2 separate regions of the Urocitellus parryii genome follow, and region 1 is linked to region 2. The links are chromatin contacts, called in public Hi-C maps. All regions are on one chromosome and are shown on one strand. Each heading gives the region's core, a stretch centred on a gene start, on an enhancer-like site or on the middle of the called end of the contact. The rest is flanking DNA. Distances are from core to core; before and after follow the strand shown. Region 1 holds the start of Gpr107 (G protein-coupled receptor 107). Region 2 holds the start of C4H9orf78 (chromosome 4 C9orf78 homolog).

The links. A called contact is a pair of places that touch in the nucleus more often than the background predicts.
Region 1: a Hi-C map of liver shows a contact between it and region 2, with 5 times the contacts expected there. The contact joins the promoter of Gpr107 here to the promoter of C4H9orf78 in region 2. A contact is called at or near these places in 2 of 2 Hi-C or Micro-C datasets (liver and muscle).

The regions. Positions count from the first base shown.
Region 1 is chr4:205,769,176-205,774,794 of mUroPar1.hap1, forward strand. It overlaps Gpr107 (G protein-coupled receptor 107), which reads left to right and starts at 1,457. Exons shown (of 18, transcript XM_026386357.2): 1 at 1,457-1,617. The coding sequence starts at 1,477. It also overlaps the pseudogene LOC113181181.
Region 2 is chr4:205,605,750-205,611,286 of mUroPar1.hap1, forward strand. It overlaps C4H9orf78 (chromosome 4 C9orf78 homolog), which reads right to left and starts at 2,821. Exons shown (of 9, transcript XM_026386411.2): 1 at 2,677-2,821; 2 at 2,255-2,314; 3 at 1,118-1,169; 4 at 707-777; 5 at 76-153. The coding sequence starts at 2,759. It overlaps Usp20 (ubiquitin specific peptidase 20), which reads left to right and starts at 2,961. Exons shown (of 25, transcript XM_026386480.2): 1 at 2,961-3,023.

The DNA of each region.
Region 1 (5,619 bases), core at 207-2,706, 160 kb after region 2:
CTTGGTGGTTTATTTTTCCTCTTCTACTTAAATGGTTACACACACACACAAAGCATATATTACTTGTGTGGCAAGCTAAAAACAAGACTCTAAAAACTAAACAAACCTGGCTACTCAGGAGGCAAAGCTAACAAGCATGTTCTTCTATAACTCCTTGATAAAGAAAGAAAGGTGAGTGAAGGGGTCTACTGCCCAGCCCTTCCATTAAGGAGGTCCTGATAAGTTCCAATGACCAGGAAGGTGTCCAAACAGAATAAGAGAAAAATATTAAGACGGAGACTCCTCTGGTGGGTTGAAATGGCCAAAAGGAATTCAACACAGGGCTGGTTTCTTTTTTGTTTTCGTTTCTTTGTGTAGGGGCTGGAAATGGAACTCAGGGCCTGGGGCACACTTGGCAAGGGCTCTACCACTGAAATATGCTCTCAGCCCCAACTCTCCCCCCCCCACCCCACATTTTTTATTGGTGCATTATAATCGTACATAACGATGGTATTTGTTGTTACACACTCGACATGCACACAATATGGCAAGATAATTTGGCCAACATCCCTCCCCAGCACTTCCCCGCTCCCTGCCCTCCTCCCACACCCTGGGCCCTTTCCACTACTGACCCATCGCCCTCTGATTTTCTGGAGATCTCTGCCCCGCCCCCGACCTTTCTTTCCCCCTTTCCTCTGCAGCTTCTACATAAGAGAAAACAAACGACTCGACCTTCTGAGTTTGGCTTATTTTGCTAAACACAATGGTGTCTACTTCCATCCATTTTTCTGTAAATTATATAATTTCGTTCTTCTTTATGGCTGAATGCAACTCCGCTGTGTGTGGACACCACGTTTTCTCGACCCCTTCGTCTCCGACGGACGCCGCGGCAGGTTCGGCTGCAGTGCGTGGTCCCAGCCCCGGTTCTCAGAGCTTCCAGTGATCCCCGGCTCCAGCGGGAACACAGGCTGCATTTCTAGAGCCCGGGTTGGCGAGACTGTGGAGCGGGGCGAGGAAAACACCTACCTCCCGTCTCACCAGCTCGTCCCAGGGAGTGAGCTGCTGCAGGGGTCCCAGCACGCCCCCCTGCTGCACCCACTTCTGCAGAGATTCCGTGGGAAGGGCCCGGAGGGCACCCAAGGGACCCAGCCACTCAGGGCTTCCCCACGCTTCCCACCCCGGACGCCGGTGCAGTCAGAGCCGCCGCCTCCCCGCCCGGGCTGCTCCGGAGCCCCGCGAGGCGGCGGTCGGCCCCGGAGGCCGCCGTCGCCATGGCAACAACCTCGGCGTCCCCGGCGGCCTGGCCTCCGTCGGCTGACCACAAAGTCCGCGCCGAGGAGGCTGTTGGGTGACCCGGTGGGCGGCCCTCGGGCGAGACCACTCCCGAGCCCGTGGGATTCCTGCCGCGCGCCCCCTCCCCGGGCCCTTCCGGTGGCCGTCGCCCTTTGACCCCGGAAGTGGGCGGGAGAGGAAACAGCTGGTGATGCTGGAACCAACATGGCCGCCCCTCGGCCCCTTGGCCCCTCGGGCTCCCGCCGTCTTCGGCTGGCCGCGGGCCTCCGGCTGCTCCCGGTCCTGGGGCTGCTGCAGCTGCTGGCCGGGCCCGGCCTGGGCCGCGTCCACCACCTGGCACTCAAAGTAAGGGCGGGCCGGGAGGGCCGGGGCCACTCCCGGGCCGGGCAGCTCGGGCCCGCGGCCTCTGAGCACGGGGCACCGGCTCCGGCCCGGTCCCGGGAGGGCGGGGGGCTGCGGGCCGTGGGGCCGGGCCGCTCCACCGCGCCCGCCGGGTCCCGGCTCTGTCCTCGCAGCCGGCCGGCCGCTCTCCTCACCCGCTTTACCTCGTCCCTGCTCCGCCGGCTCCGCCTCCGCGCCCCGGTGTCTGCGGGCCCGAGCCGCGCGGAACCAGCCCCGGTGTACCGGTTAGGTTCGGGGCGCGCACGGCGCCGAGCGACCGCAGTGAGCTTCTCCGGAGGAATGTCACTCCTCGTTCGAACTACTTACCCGCAGTCCCCCAAGTAGGGGGCCTGGCGCCTCTTCCCGGCTCCCGTCAGCCAGCTTCATGATGGGCCTGGGCTCTGGCCTTGGAAGGCACCGGTGAAAGTCCTCCAAGGCGGACACGTAACGACCCGGTGGTTCCACAGGTTAATTAATACACATGGGGAATAGGAAAGAGCATCGTTATGACCCGAAGCCAGTGTACAGTTTTCTAAGAAGTTTGTGGGTTGCACGAAGTTCGTCTTGTAACCGTGACGCTGTATTTTGGGAATGCAGGCAGTTTAAAGAATCCAGATTTCAGATTTGAAAGCTTGGCCAGATCCATAAAAATTGCCGTGAATAAAATGGTTTTTAATCCCAGAAGGATGGTGGATCTTAGTTCCCTTTGAGAATCTGCTGAGAGCGGAGAAGTGCACGTTGAAATCTGGGCAAAACTTTGGTGGGCTGTCTGAGGCTTCATAATCCTGTCCCAGGTTTCCCACTCCAGGTTCAGAACACCCTGTCTTTAAAATTCTCTCTTAGAGGACGATATCTGGTCTTAGATGAAGTAGTGTCGTTGAGTTCATACAGTTTATAAGTTGTTGGCAAAACTAGCAGTAGGACACACTGGGACCTCTCCTTCTAGCTCCCAGTCCAGTGCTCTTCTTTTTACATCTCTGGATTTAAAACACCGGGTGCCTGGCCTCATTGATATAGGAAAGTATTCCTGTAAAGCGGTAGAAGCAAACTGAATTGGCTTAATTCTGGTGATTGATTTCTCCCTGTGATGCTAAATTATTTAATGATTTTATCTTTGTAACATGTTTCAAAAATAGTATTGTGCTCATTCTGTAATCAGTACTGGAATTTTGAATTTTCTCGTAAACATTCTAATTTCTTGTCCAAGAAAATGAAAATCACCTGAAGAGAATTTTTTGGAACAGTATTAGATTGTCTTGTTTTGCTTGAAATTGAAATAGGAATCCCACTGGAACCTGGACTGAAAAGAATAGCCTGAAGAGGTTCCTGAATATCAGGAATATGCATTGATCTTTACATACAAACAAACAAACAAACAAAAAGACCTTATCAGGGAGAATCTCAAGTACTCCAGCATGGGCAGAGTTGTATAATCAGCTTCCATGTACCTGTCACCCAGCCTCAATAACCATCAACCAGTGGCTAATGCAGATATTCCTTCCCTTTGCAGTACTGCATAGAGCCCAGGGGTGCTCTGCCACTGAGCTACACCTCCAAGCCTTTTTAATTTTTGTAGTGAAACCAGGTCTCATTAAGTTGCCCAGGCTAGCCTCAAACTGCTATCCTCCTCTCCCAGCCTCCTTAGTTGCTAGGATTGTAGGCATGTGCCACCTTTGTCATTGTTGTGCCCACCCCCCCCACCCCATGTGTATTTCCCTGTTCCCATTTTGTTTTTAATTAAAAAGGAATCTTTTCTTTTGTAATTCAGTCTTTATTTTCCAACATTCTTCTGGTTTTCTCAGTCTTCTGACATTCCTTCTCTTTTAAGACTTTTCTGTATTTCTTACTTTTGAAAACAACTTTATTATACTTATGCGTCAGGGGAGATACCATGATTATGAAAGTGGTTCTCTCAGGGGAGGCTCATCCACTGGACTCTGGGTGTTCTGACCCCAAGTGTGGGAAACTTGATTGTATGATTTGTCATATTCAGGGACTGCATTCATGCTCTCCCTGTTAAATAAATAATCAACTTTATTGAGGTGTAACTTAGATACTATAAAAGTCACCTATTTTAAGTGTGTAATTCAGTGATTGTTATTAAATTTACCAACTTGTCCAGCTGTCAACCACTGTCTAGCCCCAGACCTCCAGACCTCTCCAGAAGATCCCTGGTGCTGCCAGGTGCGGTGGTGCACACCTGTAATCCCAGTGGCTTTGGAGGCTGAGAAGAATTTCAAGTTCAAAGCAACTTTGAGGCGCTAAGCAACTCAGTGAGATCTTGTCTCCAAATAAAATATAGGTCGAGTGCCCCTGAGTTCAATACCCGGTACCAAAAAAAAAAAAGTCGATCCCTTGTGCTGGTTAGCAGTTGATTCCCATTCTCACGTTGCCAGCTCCAGGCAACCACTAATCTTCTTTGTAGCTCTCTATATAATTTGCCTTTTCTGGGTATTTCATAAAAATGGAATCACAGTAAGTGGTCTTTTCTTGTGAACTTCTTACTTAGATGTTTGAGGTTCATCCATGGTGTACCGTGTACCATAATTTGTTTCTGTTTATAGAATGTGATTCCTTTGTACAGGTAAATCACCTGTTGCAAGCCACTTGCCAATTGATGGCATCTAGGTTGTTTCCACTTTTTGGCGGTTATGAATAATGGTGCTACAAACACTCATGCAAATCTTCAGGGGCTGTATATTTTCATTTCTCTTAGATGATACCCTGGAGTGGAGTAGAATTGTTGGGTCATATGTTAGATTTATGCTTTTTGAGAAACGGCCAAACTGTTTCCTAAAGCTAGTAGTAGGACACACTGCTAGCCAGTTTAGCACTGTTTCTACATTTCTAGAGTTAAAACACCAGGTGCTTGGTATCACTGGTAAATATTAAGCTAGTCTATCAGTTTGCTTCTACCATCGATTTATGAGGGTCCCCTTTCTCTACATTGTTGGAAGCATTTGTCATTGTCTTCCCATATTATTTTAGAGCAAGGTAAAGGGATCATATTATTTCATCTGTAAATATTTCAGGTGTACCTATAAAAATAAGGGCTCTTTTAAAAACAGCTACAAAGCTATTATACAACAACAAGAAGAAATAATCCTTAATATCATCAATGTCAAATCAGGTTCAAATTTTCATTGGTCATAAATGGCTTAATTTTTTTTAAACCAGGATCTAAATAGCATTTATTGTGATAGGTTAATTTGTCTTTTAATACTTTTAAATAAAAGATTTCACTTCTTCTGGCCCCCAATACTAGATTTTGCTGATTGTTTTCTTGTAGTATAGTTTAGCACAGTGGTTGCTGGTGTGTGTGTGTGTGTGTGTGTGTGTGTGTGTGTGTGTGTGTGTGTGTGTTGCTAGGGATTGAGCTCATGGCTCCCTGTATACTAGGAACATGCATGTACCTGGTGGTATAGTTTAACACGTCCACCTCTCCTTTGTATTTTTGTAAGTTGATAACTGGATCCAGAGGCTAGGATGTTCAAATTTGATGTTTTTGCACGCCTGCTTCCTCGGCTGTGTTGTGTTCTTCCACTGGGAGACAGAGTGTCTGATTGTCTTTTTGCGACGTGACTCTCCTGGATGCCCAGTGCTTACATCTCTTTGTTCATTATGTGAACCTTTTTTTGGTACTGGGGATTGAGTCCAGGGGTACTGTACAATGAGCTGTATTTCCAGCCCTTTTTATTTTTTATTTTGAGACAAGGTCTTAAAGTTGCTTAGCTGCCCTTGAACTTGTGATCCTCCTGCCTCAGTCTCCTGAGTTTCTGGGATTACAGGTATATGCCATTGTGCCTGACTTGAATTAAGTTTTTATATTGTGTTTAAAAATGCAAAATAGGGGCTGGGGATGTGGCTCAGGCGGTAGCGCGCTCGCCTGGCATGCGTGCGGCCCGGGTTCGATCCTCAGCACCACATACCAACAAAGATGTTGTGTCCGCCGAGAACTAAAAAATA
Region 2 (5,537 bases), core at 1,571-4,070:
GACTAAGTATCATCTTAGACTTGTCTGACTTCAGCCCAGCTCCAGGTGCTCACAGCCAAACAGACTGGCACCTACATGTCTGCATCTTCATCCCTCCGGTTGGTTTCTGCAGAAAATGATGTCCCCAGATGAAGGTCCTCCTCTTCACTGATTCTGAAAGAGCAGTGAGGCAAAGACTCCAAGTTACCATTCAGTGTGGCCAGCTTGTATGATATAAGAATGAAACAAGGACACAACAGAAAGCACAATATTCTGTTTATGGCTGGGCAAAAAACATGACATGGTATGTATGATATACAAACTAAAATTAATGCCAACTATCTGTTGGCTTCTGGTGATACCTCTGGGAAATTTAAGCTTTGTAATATTTGAATATATTATTTTTAGAATGGTTTCGTGTTTGAAAGGTAATGAACAAAGCACTTTTACAAAGGGAGTCTACCTACTTGGCTCTGAGCTAAGTTTTAAAGTTTTGTTTCTTTTGAGTTGGGGGCAGGGGTTGGTGGGGACCAAACCTAGGGCCTGAGCATGCTAGGCAAGTGCCCTTCTTTTGTTTTTAAATAACATGCCCTTTGAAAAGCACAAAGGATACTTCTAGATGTTTCATGAAAAGTACTACTGCAGACCACCCTCCAACCCTTCTCTGAAGGTGCTTGGCCTGAGGCAGAGGCTGGCATGAATCTGCATCTGTCTACCCTCCACTTACTTATCTTTCCCCCTTTCCTTCAGTTTCTTCATGTCCACCATACCACCTGTCTTCATCTGAAAGGGATCATCCTGCAGAGAGCAAGCACAGTTAGAGGGAGCACCACAGCAAGAGCATGGCGATCACCATCATCATCATTATTTTTTTTTTCTAAAACACCAGGGATTGAACCCAGGGGTGCTTAATCACAGAGCTACATCCCTAAGCCTTTTTATTTTTTGAATAAAGGTCTTGCTAAGTTGCTTAGAGCCTCACTAAGTTGCTGAGGCTGACCCCAAACTTGTGATCCTCCTGCCTCATCCTCCAAGTGGCTGGGATTACAGGCGTGCATCACCATGTCCAGCAGTCATCACTGGTTTTAAGAACAGTCCCCTACAAAAGAGAAGCCACTGAGAGGACCCCATAACTTACCACTAGTGTGGTCTCTTCTTGTACCTTCTCTCCCACCAGCAGGGCAGCAGCACTGTGCAAAACAAAAGAAATCACAATTCAGCAATAAGGAGGAACAGTCAGAAATTTGTAGGATGCAATATAAGTATAAAGGGCAAGATCCGAGGGATAGAAAAGAAAGCCAGGTGGAAAGTCCCACAATTAAATTAAAATGAAATGGCTTACTGTGGATGCTGAGGGCGAGGGGGAAGTAGTACACTTTCCTATAAAACCATTCATCATGTCTTGGCCTGAAAATCTCATTTCTAAGATTTTGTCATCAAGGAAAGTGCAGTAAAAAAAGACAAATGCAAGAGAATATCTGCTTCAGCCATCTTCAATGGTGAAAATTTACAAATGACCTACATAGATTTGTTAATAAATTACAGCGCATAGTTCTGTTGGAATATTATACAGCCATTTTCTGAAAAGTATTCCACAATATGAGTGAATGCCCACAATGTTGTAATGAGTTGAAAAAAGCAAGAGAAAAAGTATGTATATCACATTGCTGAAAATCTTCACAAAAGAGAAAGAGGAAACAGACCGGAAAGAACCTTAAATGTTAACCTTAGTTACTTCTGGATCAGCAAATTATGAGTGCAGAGAGCAAGCATAAACATTATTTATCTATCTTTTGGTGCTGGGGATTGAAGCCAAGTGTTTTTAATCTATACGCAACATCCCCAATTCTTTATATTTTTTGAGATAGAGCCTCCCTAAGCTGCTGAGGGTTTAACCAAGTTGCTGAGACTGACTTTGAGCTTGTGATCCTCCTGCCTCAACCTCCCCAGTCACTGGAAGGTACTCTTTATTTGGACTATATTTTTCCAAATTTCCTAAACTCTTAATAATCAATGTGTATTTCACAAAATTAATCGGGTGAATTAAAGTGCAAGTTCATGACCTGTTTCTGTACCTCTGGAGCGTTCCCAGAGACCACTGTTCTCTGGACATGTGGTTAAGCGTCTACAAGCAACATTGGTCCCCTCTCCAAGCAGCAGAAGGTGTACGATGTGTTAATAAGAGCCATTTCTGAAATGTCTGGATGACAACTCAGGCAGGGGCGTGTCTGTCTTTACCACCGGCCAAGCACCCGGCTGTCCCCGTGGTACCCACCTCACCCCATTAGGCCTTTTTCTCAAGTTCTGCACTTCTCGGGTCTCTTCCAGTTTTAGCCTGGAAAAAAAAAAAAAAAAAAAAAAAGCAATGCCCAAGCTGAGAGATCATCCGTGGAACCCAGAGCCAACAGGCTGCTTGGAGGGCACCCTGACCCCAAGCAGAGCCGCCGCACAGTGGTCAAGAGGGTGACCCTGCGCCTCGGACCCCTGGGAGTCAGATCCAGGCATATCCCGGGGCACCACCCCCATCTGTGCGGCCTGGGGCGACGGCCTCATACCCAGGAGCCTCAATTTCTTTGTCCAGAAGGAACAACAGCCCCAGCTCACAGTTAACTCAGTCTAGGAAGCGCCCGGTCAGCGGTCAGTCTCCCGTGCCAGTTTCTCTTTTCTAGGTCGGTGGAAGCCCCGCCCCAAACGCACCGAACCTCCTCCGAATCCTGCTCATCTTCCTCCGACTCAGAGTCGGCCCGGCGCCGGCGAAACATCTTCCCGGTGACCGGCATGGTGGAACCGGCCCCGGGTCCGGCAGCCGCGCCGCCGCGCCAAGTTCCGGGCCGCTTCCGGCGCGCGGCGTTGCTGTCAGAGCGCCGATCACGCCCCCTGGGCGCCCCGCCCCGGGGCCCGCCCCCAACGTGGCGTCGTCCTCTTCCGATTGGGCGGCCGAGGTGGGGGAGGCGGGGCGAGTTCTGCCTGGCCCCACGGCCCGGAGCGGCGCTGCTGAGGGCGCGCTTGACTGACAGGCGGCGGCGGCGCGGTGGCGACGGCAGGTGAGTTCCGGGCCGCCGCCGGCTGCTTCGGGGGCTGGGCCTCTCCGAGCAGGGAAGACCCCCAGTCCCTCTCTGGGCCTTGGGGCCTGGCGCTGCTAGATGCGCGGAACGCCCAGCCAGGTGAGCGGAGCCCGGGATGCCCTGGTCGCCGCCGCCCCTCTCCCCGCCTCCGGCCGGCGCCTGGGGGGCCTCCCGGGCGCCGCGCATCGAGCCCCCGAGGGCCCGTGGCTTCCTCCAGACGGGGGCCGCCCTGGTCTCTGGCTTCTGCTGAGGCCTGACCCAGCGCTGAAAGCGTGCGCGTGGCGTCCTGAGGCGCTGACTTTTATTTCCCCCGGCTTTGGGCCCTGACGTGCATTTTTTCCCCTTTAGGGACAAAAGATGACCACTCTCCCACGGTGGTGAATTTCAGTCGCAGCGCCCACTGCCTGAGGCCGCCTCTCCCCGAGAGATGCCTCGCCTCGGCTGACAGCCACTCGGAGGGTTGGAGACCAGGGCGCTCTTCCTCGGGCGCTTGCTGGCCTCCTTCCTACCTGACACAGGCCTTGTCTTCCTCCTGCCAGGAGGACAGGCGCTCTGCCCTCCACACCTTCCACCCCGCAGATGCTGTGAGGATAAAGTTTATATGAAAACGGGTGTCAGCAAATGCTTAGGAAATAGAAAAATGCAAAAAAATGCTCATGGGACTTTAGGAACCCCTTAGTAATAGTTTTTCTCCTCTCCTCTCTATTCTCCTTTGAAAGAAGACTCGATTGTTAGTGCTTACTGGGGCAGGCACTGGCGAAGTCTTACCTCCTTGATTTCTCCCAGCAGTCCTGGGAAGCAGGTTCAGTTGTTTTCTACTTCATGAACGAGGGTGCACAGCCTGAAGGTGGAGCAGGGGTCAGTGCAGGTGTCGATCTGCTCCAGGGGTTGTGCAGTACCTGGCACAGTTGGCTTCTGTGGGTGTCTACGGCTGCAGCTGCTGCGGCTCCCATTGGCTGTGGGAGGGGCTGATGGAGCCTCTTTTTTTCTGGAAGATCATTCTAAAGCAGGGCAACATTTCTGGAATTCCTTACTTTTCTCTGGATCAGTCTTCTCTGAGATTGTTGTTCTCTTTCTTGGACTGGGACAAATAAGATTCAGGGCTTCTTGAAACAGCCTTTTGGCTTCAGTCGAAAGCCATACATCAAAAGTCTTAAGTCTTGCCCTCTGCATTCTGTTTTTTTTTTTTTTTTTTTTTTTTTTTTTTAGAGAGAGTGAGAGAGGAGAGAGAGAGAGAGAGAGAATTTTTTTTTAATATTTATTTTTTTTTTTAGTTCTCGGCGGACACAACATCTTTGTTGGTATGTGGTGCTGAGGATCGAACCCGGGCCGCACGCATGCCAGGCGAGCGCGCTACTGCTTGAGCCACATCCCCAGCCCCTTGCCCTCTGCATTCTGGTTCAGCCAAACCCAGATGTACCTGGCACTCACTGGACACCCTGTCCTTGTCAACAGAAGGAGAGGCTCCTTGGGAATTGCTGCAGGAAGCCAGGAACTCAGGGTCTTCAGCTCTCACACTTTTAGAGGTGGCTTTGTTTGCCTGCTTAGCCCCCCTCCCATCTGGGGGTACTGGATACCATTTAGAAGCTGGGGTGTGGCTCAGTAGAAGAGCACTTGCCTAGTATGCATGAGGCCCTGGGTTCCAACCCCAGCACCACAAAAGAGTAATGCCCAAAAGTGGCAGTTATCAGTCTGACAGTGGGTGGCAGGACTGAGGGACTGCAGTCCCTCTGTCTTGTCAGGCCGGTTTGAGGAATGAGACTGCTTCTCAGAAGGGGCCTCCAGGAAATTTAGGTTCTCTTGTGTTTTAATTTTATTTGGGAGTTTGGTTGTTCAAAAAGCCTGGGTTTTGATTGGTTCACTAGCTTTTCGTAGCAATAGATGAAATCGTGACATGGTTCAGGGAACATGATGTCTGGATGGATTGGGATCCAGTAGAGTGATACAGTTCATAGCTCAGCCATAGTAGGTATTTAATAAATGCTTGTTGGACCAATTTATTTATTCAGGAGATATTTACTGTGGAGCATGCCTGTGAACTCCAGCTACTTGGGAGGCTGAGGCAAAAGAATTACAAATTCAAGGCCAGTTCAGCAACTTAGCTCCTGTCTTAAAAAAAAAAAATTAAAAAGGACAGGGCCATAGCTCAGTGGTAGAGCACCCATGGGTTCAATTCCCAGTTTGAAGGAAAAAAAAGTAAAGAAAAAGGGATATTTACTGAGCATTTACTACGTGAGTCAGACACTGCTTAAAATACATCAGTGAGCAAAAGAGACATAAGATCCCAATTGTAGTGGAATTTTTTATTCTGATAACTTAGTAAATAAAGTATGTAAGTGTGTTAGGTAGTAAATACTTTGGAAAAGAGGAAAAAATGGAAAACTGCAAAGAAATCAGCCATGGAGGGGACCAAGTGGAAGATTTAAATTATTGTAATCTGGTTCATGCTCTAGTTGGCAATGTGCCAGGATGCAGTGAACTGAGCTACAGGCC